Regions from separate parts of the Mus musculus genome. Here region 2 is linked to region 1. A link is a contact called in public HiChIP or PLAC-seq data. All regions are on one chromosome and are shown on one strand. Each heading gives the region's core, a stretch centred on a gene start, on an enhancer-like site or on the middle of the called end of the contact. The rest is flanking DNA. Distances are from core to core; before and after follow the strand shown.

Region 1 (5,462 bases), core at 174-2,673:
TTGTTTGGTTGTTTGATTGGTTGGTTTTTATAAAGCATCCTTTAAAAAAATTCTAGAGGTTTCCAAGGGTGCAAAGCAGAAATAACTCAAGTAGGTTCTAAGACCCACAATGGCCCCATCTACAATCAGACTGGAGAAATGTTCAGGCCATAAAGGTTGTGAGGCTCCTGTCCATAGCTGCAACTTATACAGCTATAGACAGGCTGACACATGACTACATTTTTGTTTTTAATCTCAAGATTGAGTTTTTCCAGAATTTCCTTAAGGTCTCCATTTGGCTAAACAAAGATATCTGAATGACATCACTGTTTTCTAATAAAAATAAATTATATTTCAATTCCAACTTCATCTATAGGAAAATAAGCTCATATTTGTAATGTTTCTTCCTTTTCTATTTATAGGAGAGGCATATACAGAATGATTACATTAATTAATAATTAGATTACTAGGAGCTGGAGAGATGGCTCAGCCCTTAGCACCGGTTGCTCTTGCAGAGATCCTGGACTCAGTACCCCATGGAGACTCACAATCATCAGTAAACCCCATTCCAGGCACCTAGTGCCCTCTTCTTATTTCAGGTACAACATAGGAACCAGGAACATATGTGGTACACAAACATACAGACAAAACATATACATAAAGTAAAATAAACACTTTAAAAATAAATTACTGTCAGATACAACCCAATTCTCTAATACTTTTCTGGCCTCTAAATGATCATAGGAACAATTTTCTGAATCTTCAAAACAGTATGTGAAGTTTGCCAAAGAGATGGCACAGCAGAGAAAGGTGTTTGCCGCCAATCCCCATGACCTGAGTTCAATCCCCAGGGACCCATAGAGCTGAAGGAGAGAACCAACTCTACACGTTGTCCTCTGACCTCCGTGGCATGTGCGCACACATACAAAGTGTAAATCGGGCTACTGACTGCTCACTGGGCAAAGGTATGGGTTGCCAAGCCTCACAGCTTAAGTTCAAGCCCCAGTACCCATGTGGGTGAAGAGAGGAACCAACTCCCCAAAGCACACTGTGGCATGCATGTGTGGATGTGGGGGTTAGAAGACAGCTTTAATCATAAATAAATGTAATTTAAAAATTTAAACAGCATTTGAACATAATAATTCTACAATACATGAGTTTTTAGTTTTTAGTTTTTCAAACTGTGCTCTTTAAAACATCTATAAATGTGGATTGATGTACTTCAGTTTAAAAAGCTAGTCTGCAGTCACATACATGATGTGATGTGAGGCCACGGTGCCTCCCTCCCTGTTAGGCCATGATGCGCACTGTCAGAAGTCCCCAAGCAGGGAAGTCACCGAGTTTACTACCATCAGTGTCTCCAGAAAGTTTCCCTAGCCCCCATATGCAAGTGAGAAGAGGGAAATGACCAGCAAGTCCCCACTGAGGATCCCTCACGTAGGAAAGTGCTGAGCTTACTCATCAGAGCTGGGAACACAGCCAAGCGCAGCTTAGCCTCTAAGTGTAGGGGATAAATAAACAGAAAAGCATTTGCAAATACCAAGTGCAGAATCAAAGCCAAACTGCAACTATGATTAAAATTTACTCTAGACAACACAAATATGAAAAAGGTTCTGTTGTCTATTATTTTTTAAAATGTAGTATTCTACAGGGCTTTCATCAGGGCAAGTCTACATAAACGTGACTGTGTTTGTAACTAACACGCATGCATCTTGTCCCTCGGATAAAGCTCTGGAAGGCCCCATTCACCATATCTGAGCAACAGAACTTGTAAAGAATTTTTAATCTATGTGTATGAGGGTCTGCACGCATGCACACCACTGACAGGCCTGGTGTTAACAAGGCCAGAAAGGCGCATCAGCTGCCCTCGAAGTGGAGTTACAGTTAGTTGTGAGCCACCGGGCAGGTACTGCCGGAACGGCAAGTGCTCTTAATCTCTGAACCATCTCTTCAGCCGACAGGCTCTTTAGAAAGGCCCTTCAAACTCTTTTTTCATGTGATAAGCAAGCAATGACACTCAACTAAAAGAAACTAAAGTCACCTTTGAAGGATTAGGAAATCTTTGAGATGACTTTTATTCTGGGGTTTTGGGTTTTTTTTTTTTCTCCTTAAAATTCTACAATATTTCAACCTAAATTTAAATTATTTCTCTTTAACCTAAAGATATAACAAGTACTAACTATTTAAATATTTCCAAATGCCTTCAAGTAATATCTTTGTGCGTGTGCACGTGTGTGTGTGTGTGTGTGTGTGTGTGTGTGTGTGTGTGTGTATGTGTATGTCTATTGAGGTCTCACCTGTTCCAGGCTGGCCTTCAATTATCTATGTAACAGAAATGACTTGAATTTCTATTGCTCCTGCTCCCAACTCACTTTAGAGCAGTGGTTCTCAACCTTCCTAAATGCTGAGACCTCTAACACAGCCCCTCATGCTGTGACAATCCCAGCCCTCATGCTGTGATGATCCCTGACGATCCCAGCCCTCATGTTGTGACAACCCCAACCATAATATCATTTTGTTGCTACTTCATAACTATAATTTTGCTAGTTATGAATTATAATATAAACATCTGATCCGCAGGATATCTGATAAGTGACCCCGAAGCAGTCTCAACCCACAGGCTGTGAGCCACAGTGGGCTGTGAACCCACAGGTTGTGACATCACACCCATTTGTGTGGTGCTAGACTAACACTCTACCTACTGAGGCCCATAACTAGCCCAAGTGATGGCCTTATGGACTTCTAGTCCATAAAGAGAGAAAGAAAGCGGCTGGAGAGACGGTCCAGAGGTTAGGAGACCTGGGGTCTTGCAGAGAACCCTAGTTAGGTGGCTTATAACCACCACTTTCTCCCAGTTACACACATACACACACTCAAATTCAGACATATACATATAAAATTTCAAAGTCTTTACATAAAATATAAAAAAGGAAAACAGAGAAAGATTCAACAGTACTTACAACTCCACAAAAGAGTTATATTTAGGACAAACTGTCACAACTGTGTAAGGCCAGGACACCAGACAGACAGACAGACAGACAGATATAGCAAGTAAGAGAAAAGTGCACACCAAGGCAGGTAGTACAAAGGATCCGGTTCCATCTGGCGCTCTGTGACCTAGATGACCAGGAAGGCACAGGAAGGACTTGGGCAGCCAGAGAGGACACAGCTCAGTGGGTTGCGGTAGAACATGCTACAGAGTATGACCTCTGTTCTGGGTTTGAAGGCTGACTTTAAAGGCGGACAGTCTTTAAAGCAATTTTAGAAGAGTTGAATGTTCAGATCCACACTGGACAAAGACCCTGGGACAATGTGGACAATTAAATGGAGAAAGGAGAAGCTACAAATAGGTAGACCAAGCCAGAAGCGTCATGTCTTCATGGTGTCTTCACAACCTCCGTGTGTGTGTGTGTGTGTGTGTGTGTGTGTGTGTGTGTGTGTGTGTCGATGGGGACTGTGGCTCTAAAGTGACCAATTAAGAAATAGCATCTCAACTAGATTAAAAGACTTCCCCAAGGTCCTATATTAAAGAATAAAAGGCTGAAATTGACTCTAGATCTTTTGTATTTCATTCCGCTGGCTTTGACTTTCCAATCCTTTTGAAGTTAAAATAAAGGTTCTACTTAGGTCATATGATGTCCCCAGACAGCAGTAACTGGGGCAAATAAACTGAAGATGATTAGGTAACTTTCTGATTATAACACACACACACACACACACACACACACACACACACACGCACACACACGCACACACACGCACGCGCACAAACCACCGCATACACTACATACACATACACACAACCACAACATACACACACATACATACACATATACTACAGACACACACACATACATACATACATATATATACACACACATACACACACACACACATGCGCGCGCGCATACAAACCACCGAATACACTACATACATACACATAAAACTACCACATACACTACATACACACACACACAACCACAACACACACACACATACACACATACAAATATATATACACACACATACACACACATATACACAAACACACACACTGCTACTGGAAATTTTCACCGCCCCTTGCCAATCTTGTATCTTGATGTGCCAAATAAGGGTGATACAAATAAGGGTGACGAGCAGTGATACGAAGCACTGGCTGCTCTTCCAGAAAACCCAGGTTGAATTCCCAGCACTCGAATTGTAGTAACAACTGCCTGTAACTTCAGTCTCAGGCAACCTGATTCCTTCTACTAAGCCGCCATGGGCCCCAGGCACATGTGTTATACAAGCATACATGCAGGCAAAATACTCATATACATAAACGCAGATAAAAACAAAAGCCCCAGATAAGGTTCTCATCCAACAAACAAGTAACAGGACTTCAGTTTGGTCCCTAAGCTCTGAATATATAATCTACCAGCAGGCCAATCCATAGTACAAATGGTCTGGGTGTAGATGAACCTTCATAGGCAGCGATTTCCACTAAAACTGTCATGTAGACAAGCACAGTGGAGCCTACCTGTAACATAGACACTAGAGGAGTCCAAGGCACACACACAGAAAAAATGGTGCTCTCAAGGAAAAAGGCAGACCATTCTCTCTCTCTCTCTCTCTCAAATTCTGGCCTTTACTTGAAAGAACTGGCAAGTGGGATGGCCTTGCTAATTTAATATTTATCTGTCAGTTAGTATATAATATATAATAAAATAATTAGTAATTTTCAAAGAATTATAATAGGAGAATTTTAGGCTAAGAGCATACTGAATGTGCTTACTCAGGGTCTTCGCTTTAATACACAGCCATAAGTAATATTTAGTGAAGCCTTACTGCGGCAGGCGCTTCTCTGCTGGTTTTACACCTATTCACGCACCGCATTACAGTTTACTTCATTTAGTTCAGTGATAAACAATGAGTTCTTGTAAGTCATTAAAAACAAATCTATCTAGTTGTTTGAGATCGCCTCGTTGCCGGGCATCTGGAAAATGAAAGTTGTATTCCGCCACAATAATTCATTGACTGATTTTCTCCGCAGCCTGCAGATAATGAGCAACTTAATCAGCAAAGCCCCACCACCACCACCATCATCCCCCAGATCCATTATTCTTCCATATTGTCAGATCTGCCCTTACCAGCTGACATTTCATTAAGAGAAATAATTGAAAATCTCGCTTTCAGGTACATCCGAGGCTCTTCCTTCCGCTACAATTTCTGTTTCTCCCCTAACTCAGAGCAGCTATAAAATACTTTCTGTCGCTGTCAGGTATGTCTGCTTCAATAACCTATTCTAAGATCACCCCCACCCCTCACCCCCACCCCGAAGTGTCCTTTAATGCCCTATGGTTTCCTAAACCAAAAGTTCAAACAGCCCCGCTTACCTGTTACTGTTGCCCTGCCCTCCCACACCCTATTAATTCACATCCTCTCTATTTGGTCACACAGCCACCTGGGGTAAGCAGCCTTCTGAATGACATCTGAGTGACATC
Region 2 (5,295 bases), core at 2,495-4,994, 77 kb before region 1:
TCTCCTTCTTCTTCTTCCTTTTTGGTTCTTCGAGACAGGGTTTCTCTGTGTAGCCCTGGCTGTCCTGGAACTCACTCTGTAGACCAGGCTGGCCTCAAACTCAGAAATCCTCCTGCCTCTGCCTCCCAAGTGCTGGGATTAAAGGCACTTAATTAAATTAATTAAATGCCCGGCTGGGTATGCATTCTATAATTTCAACTTCTGACATTTATCCAGATTACTCAATGAAGCAAACACTCTTTCCTGTTAATTGTGATAAAAGAACATTTAATTCTAGACTTCTCCGTCAACTCCCCTCCCTCCCATCTCCCAATGGATTTTTGCCTATGAAGCACAGACTGCCAGGAGTGATCAACATATTGTTTGGTGGGCACAAACCCTCACATACAATAATACAGTGGTTTGCATAAGCAGCAACATGCAGGCCCAGTAGGGTGTGGTTGAGATAATAAATGGACCGCAACTCTAGGCTAGCACAGCTATTGGCCATTTCTATGGCCACTGTGCAGCCTACTGATCAAACTCCTCATGCCCAGGGAAGAAATACAAGGAGGCCAACCACTTCAGTCTCCTTTAGCTCTCCTTCTCTCAATTCTTACTTTATTACTCGTCCTCTAAACAGCCTAGTGTATTTACCCTGCATTTTATTTTGATACGTGACAGTAATGTTTGCTAGCAAGATGTTGTCATCCTTTAAAATTACTTTAAATTTTTTTTCCAGAACAGCAGAGGTTGGTATTAATAGTATCTTCCCACTCCCTTTCCCCCCTAAATTCTGGAGAAAATCATAAAGTGGAGAGTGGAACACGTAAACCTGGCAGAAACCTGCTGTGAGTATTCCTCAACCTTTGTAACTACAGGGAGCCAAGGATTTGACAGCTCTTAATGGAATTTTGATAAAATTTAAGAATGCCTGCTTGAGCTCAGTGGGCAGGGGGCTTCCTCTGACATTTACCAGGGGGCTTCCTCTGACATTTACCTCGACGTGACCTTTAAAGTTAAAAGTGCACTCATGACCTGCAAAACAACCCCAAGCCCTACAAGACCTTCCATCCAGCCTGTGATAAGGACCTCACATAAGGCTTAAGTTGCACACACAGTACAACTCAAGCGTTCTAGGGCTAAGCGGAAGGAGGCAAAGAGATTTCCTGATCTTAAACTTCTCATGAGCTTTTACATTTTTTTCTTATTATTTTACTAATTTATTAACTTTTGTAGTGGCAGGGATTGAGAGTGCAGGGCCTTATACGTGCCGGGCGAGTTCTTTGCTACTGAGCTGTCTTTCCAGCCTTCTTATTTATGTTTTTGAGGAAGATCCTCAAGTAACTCAGAGAGAAATACTGATAAAAAATAACATTAATTAAGATAAAACACCCACCCTGACCCCCCCAAAAGGGAAATAGTTTTGGTAGTCACTACTTCATAAGAACTTTTATACAAGAGTAAGTCTCTAGCTTTTGGATATTACACAGCGCTGACAGAAGGTATGAGGGAATACTATTTTAATTTATAATCCACTAGAGTAGAGTATTACTGAACATTTTTTTCTTCCCAAAGGCAGTTAAAACTTTTAAAATATATCATAAAAGTAGTTAACCAGCCAGTCCTGGTGGCTGGCATCTGTGATTCTGGCACTGGGGTGAAGGCAGGCACTCTCCGGAAGGAGATATGTCACAAGTTCAAGGCCAGCCCAGTTTACATAGTGATTTCCAAGCTAGCCTGCACTACAGACTGAGAGTTCCATCTCAAAAGAACAAGAAGGTAATTAGTCATCTTTAAGAATGAAGCACATGGCATAGAATATTGTGGGATAAAACATCAAAGATCTATGCCTGTGTCTCTTCCCAACACATTTATGTTTAACAGTTTACAGCTTCACTATTTATAAATTTGAGATAACACTGCCACATATGCATCCTTTTCACTAATCTCAGGACTGCAGATGAGTCCAGGCAAAGCACACTGTTACCTAACAGCCCTGAGCATCTTCCCATGGCCACCGGAAGAAGCATGGCTCTCCACTATAGAGAGGAAATGCTATTATTTTCTATACTGTTGACATGCTTGTAGCAGGATATCTACGGGGCAAATTCCTAAAACTCAAACTGTTATACAAATGTGTACATCTAAAAACTTTTGAAGAAAATAGGTGCATCACACCCCAAAGAAATCTCAATTTCTACCACTTTGTTTCATGAATATTATCCTCACTAGTCACTGTTCAAGTCTCTAGTAGATGAGAGAAGCTATTTCATATTATTTAATTTGCATTTCTTTTAATGAGATTAAACAGATCTTTTCTTTTTACAATGTTTTCTATTTCCATACTTTATCCATAGTTCAACTAGGTTTTTGATATTCTGTTTTTTTACAAATTTGTTTTACAAATGCAAATGATTTTTGCATTATAATACTATTATATTAATAAAGTACTCTTTACTTAATATGTATGAATGAATACATACATTTGTGTGCATGTCTAAATTGAAATATTGGTCCATATTAATATTTTATAAGTAAGGTTTTACTTTATACTCCAAATATACCGATATTTTCTATTATAGAAATTCTACTAAATATCATGTTCTCGAGCTCTCTTGTTATAGTTGGGTGTGGCTATTCAGATTTATAATCCTAGCACGCGGAAGCTGAAGCAGGAGGCACAAAAGTTGAAGGTTAGTTGAAGTTGAGTTAGTTATTCAATGAGTTCCTGGCCAAATACGGCTATTTACTGTACATAATGAGACTGTCTCAAAAAATTATCTCGAAGTTAATTTTTCAGGGAGCTTTACTTTTTCTGAGTATGTTAATCCTACCCCTCCCTTTTTTTCCATCTCTGTCACTGAGCTGTACAACCACCTGGGCTACTGGAAAGAGTGTGGTGGGGACAGGGACAGGTTCATTTCACACAGCTCAGTGGTCATCGCTGCTGAAAGAGCCACCTACCCTTCCCTCTCCACTGTGAAACCCGACCTTCATAAATCCACATTGTCAATGCAGCCTTTCACCATCCCAGCAGCCAAACGTCCACTGTTCCTTCCCCAGACAGAGCCAGCACTCTGGAGAAAGCAAGACAGAAACTCAAGCCCTCTTGCACCTCCTTAGAAGAAATGACAGCATTAGCCTCACACCACTGTCCTCTGGAAACGCTTCTTCAATAATGGCATGACAGGTTTAGATCCCCTATTAGGCTTTTATCTTTTGGATAACAAGTTTTTCAGTTTTGCTTGACCAGACATAAAAATCAAACTCAACCTTCATTTACAATACAAGACTCGCACACGAGAGACTAATTAACTGGGAGTTCTATAAAATTGGTAAGAGAACCTCTGCTAGGCCAAGACACCATTTAAGTCTCTACAAATGATTGTGATGAATAAAAAAAAAAAAAGTCTCTTAGAATTATCAAGGGAAGGGAGGTCTGCCTCTGGGCCAGCACTGGGCAACTTAAATGTAAGATAAATCTTATAATTTAAATTTCCCAAATAGCTACATTTAGAAGAATAAAAAGAAAAAAACTATTATATACAAAATATTATATCACTTCAACATATAACTACTCCAAACCAAGACACACGTGCAAGACCTTGCTTTCAATCCTAAAACACTACCGGGTCTTTGAAACTTAGTACTGGTCAAGTATTCACATGCCATGTCCGTGTGGCCTGGCCACACTTCAGCTTGCTCAGCAGTGATGTGTGTGTGCTGGTAGCTCAGCTCCTGTCCCTTGAAAGCTCTTCAGGAGAAAGAGGCCACACCTTAGGAGCTGTCCCAGAAAGGCTCATGAACTTCCCCTGACCTCCCAGAGCCCCGTGTTCTGAAGTTCCCTGAGCCCTAAGAAATCACAGGGACAAGAAGCACTCACATAAGCATTGGGGCAGCAACAACAGGAGCTACAGACCTTGCCCCACCAGCTAAGGTAAGGGGGTTTGCGAAATCACTCGCATGTCTCAAGGGGGAGGCCTGGAGGTCAGTGAGCAGCTTATCATAGTGACCCTTGCTTTTACTAGGCCCAGCTGTTAGAGCATAAATAAATAAATCAGAACTCTCCTTTTTAGCCTCCTGGTTTTGAAGGGAAGGTATTTTTAAAAAAAGACGCATGTTTAAGAACCTAAAACAAATTTAATTCTAGGAAAGCTACAGGAGGTATTGTCCAAGGAGAACCACAGGAAGAGCCTTGAACTTGAAGTCAAACAGGTTAGCCTAGGGCCAGGTCTCCATGCTCACTGGCTGAGTCATTGCTTATCCTGACCTCGGTCTTCTGAGCTGTATAAAGAAAGGTGGCATCACTCCTGTGTGCCTCGCACAGACATGAGTATGGACCAGCATGCTCTGCAGCCTGTAAGAGCCAGTCCAAATAGGTATTATTGTAATGACTCAGAACCAAAGCTTACCATTGGCTCACTCTGTCGCCTCAGGCAAATCACCTTTTCCCTATGTGCCTCCAATTTCTCTTATGTAATATGAAGTTGGATTTAATGAGCTATAAAGTTTTACTCCTAAGCAAACCTCTCCTCACCCCAAACACAAACATCTCCTCAGAATACTCAACAGGCAGACCTCTCAGTCAGGTCTAGAGGCCATAGGCCATGAGTGACCAGACTCAGAACAAATGGAGACGGAATTCATTCTATGGGTTTGTTCTTATTTTTAAATTCTTTTTCTTTTTGTGACTATTCCAAGCGAGGCACTGCCCTGGATTGGAAAGGGCGGCACACCCCTCTGACTCATGAGAAGAAAGGACTTGGGAAACGGAACAGGTTCCTATCAGTAAGGCTAGGAGATGCACACTGGCAAGTCTGCAGAGCATGGGCAAGTGAGTCAATAAAGACCAGACAGACTGACTCCGGGTGACAGACACATTTGGTGACCCAGGGAAAGCGTTGAAGTCTTTCTAGAGCAACTGCTTAGCATTGTCAGCCCGCTCCATTGTCAGCTCGCTCTCTGTTTGGAGAAAAAACGCTAGCTAGAGAATGAGAATAAGCTTTAAGAAAATCTCCTGATTCTATACCTGACCAAGCAATCATAGCAAAAGCATTTGCAGGTCAAGCGTGGGAGTCATCTCGGGGTTAGACTTGGGTGGTCTCTGAGTCAGGGAGGGGGAGGAGAAAATAGCAGTTATGGGAAGAAAACTACAAAGCATCGCAGGTTAAGGAAAGACCTCGCTGTGTGTTCCCAGCCCACCGTCAACTCAGCAGTCTGGAAATGAAAACGGAAACGGTAACGGAGGAGATTATGAATAGTTATAGATGTGACTCAGGGGACACAAGGAGAACTAAGAAAGGAGAGTTAGTG

What was found. HiChIP or PLAC-seq counts read pairs in DNA pulled down with a chosen protein or histone mark.
Region 2: an HNF4G HiChIP or PLAC-seq map of pancreatic cancer cells shows a contact between it and region 1. The contact joins two enhancer-like sites. A contact is called at or near these places in 6 of 484 Hi-C or Micro-C datasets (B cells, the G1E-ER4 cell line, Th1 cells and 2 more), 2 of 115 datasets of contacts at active chromatin or transcription factors (embryonic stem cells and pancreatic cancer cells) and 1 of 9 other capture datasets (adipose tissue).

What each region holds. Positions count from the first base shown.
Region 1 is chr8:61,261,557-61,267,018 of GRCm38.p6, reverse strand. All of the region lies in intron 2 of Sh3rf1 (SH3 domain containing ring finger 1), which reads right to left. Among named protein-coding and RNA genes, the nearest start is that of 1700001D01Rik, 25 kb to the left of the region's middle. Within about 2 kb of position 1,423, at least 58 of the 459 cell types and tissues checked have an H3K27ac peak or open chromatin away from gene starts, as enhancers often do. A contact at or near this core is called in pancreatic cancer cells, where this site is marked.
Region 2 is chr8:61,341,285-61,346,579 of GRCm38.p6, reverse strand. The region is part of intron 4 of Sh3rf1 (SH3 domain containing ring finger 1); the gene reads right to left. Among named protein-coding and RNA genes, the nearest start is that of Gm40499, 43 kb to the right of the region's middle. Within about 2 kb of position 3,744, at least 63 of the 459 cell types and tissues checked have an H3K27ac peak or open chromatin away from gene starts, as enhancers often do. A contact at or near this core is called in pancreatic cancer cells, where this site is marked.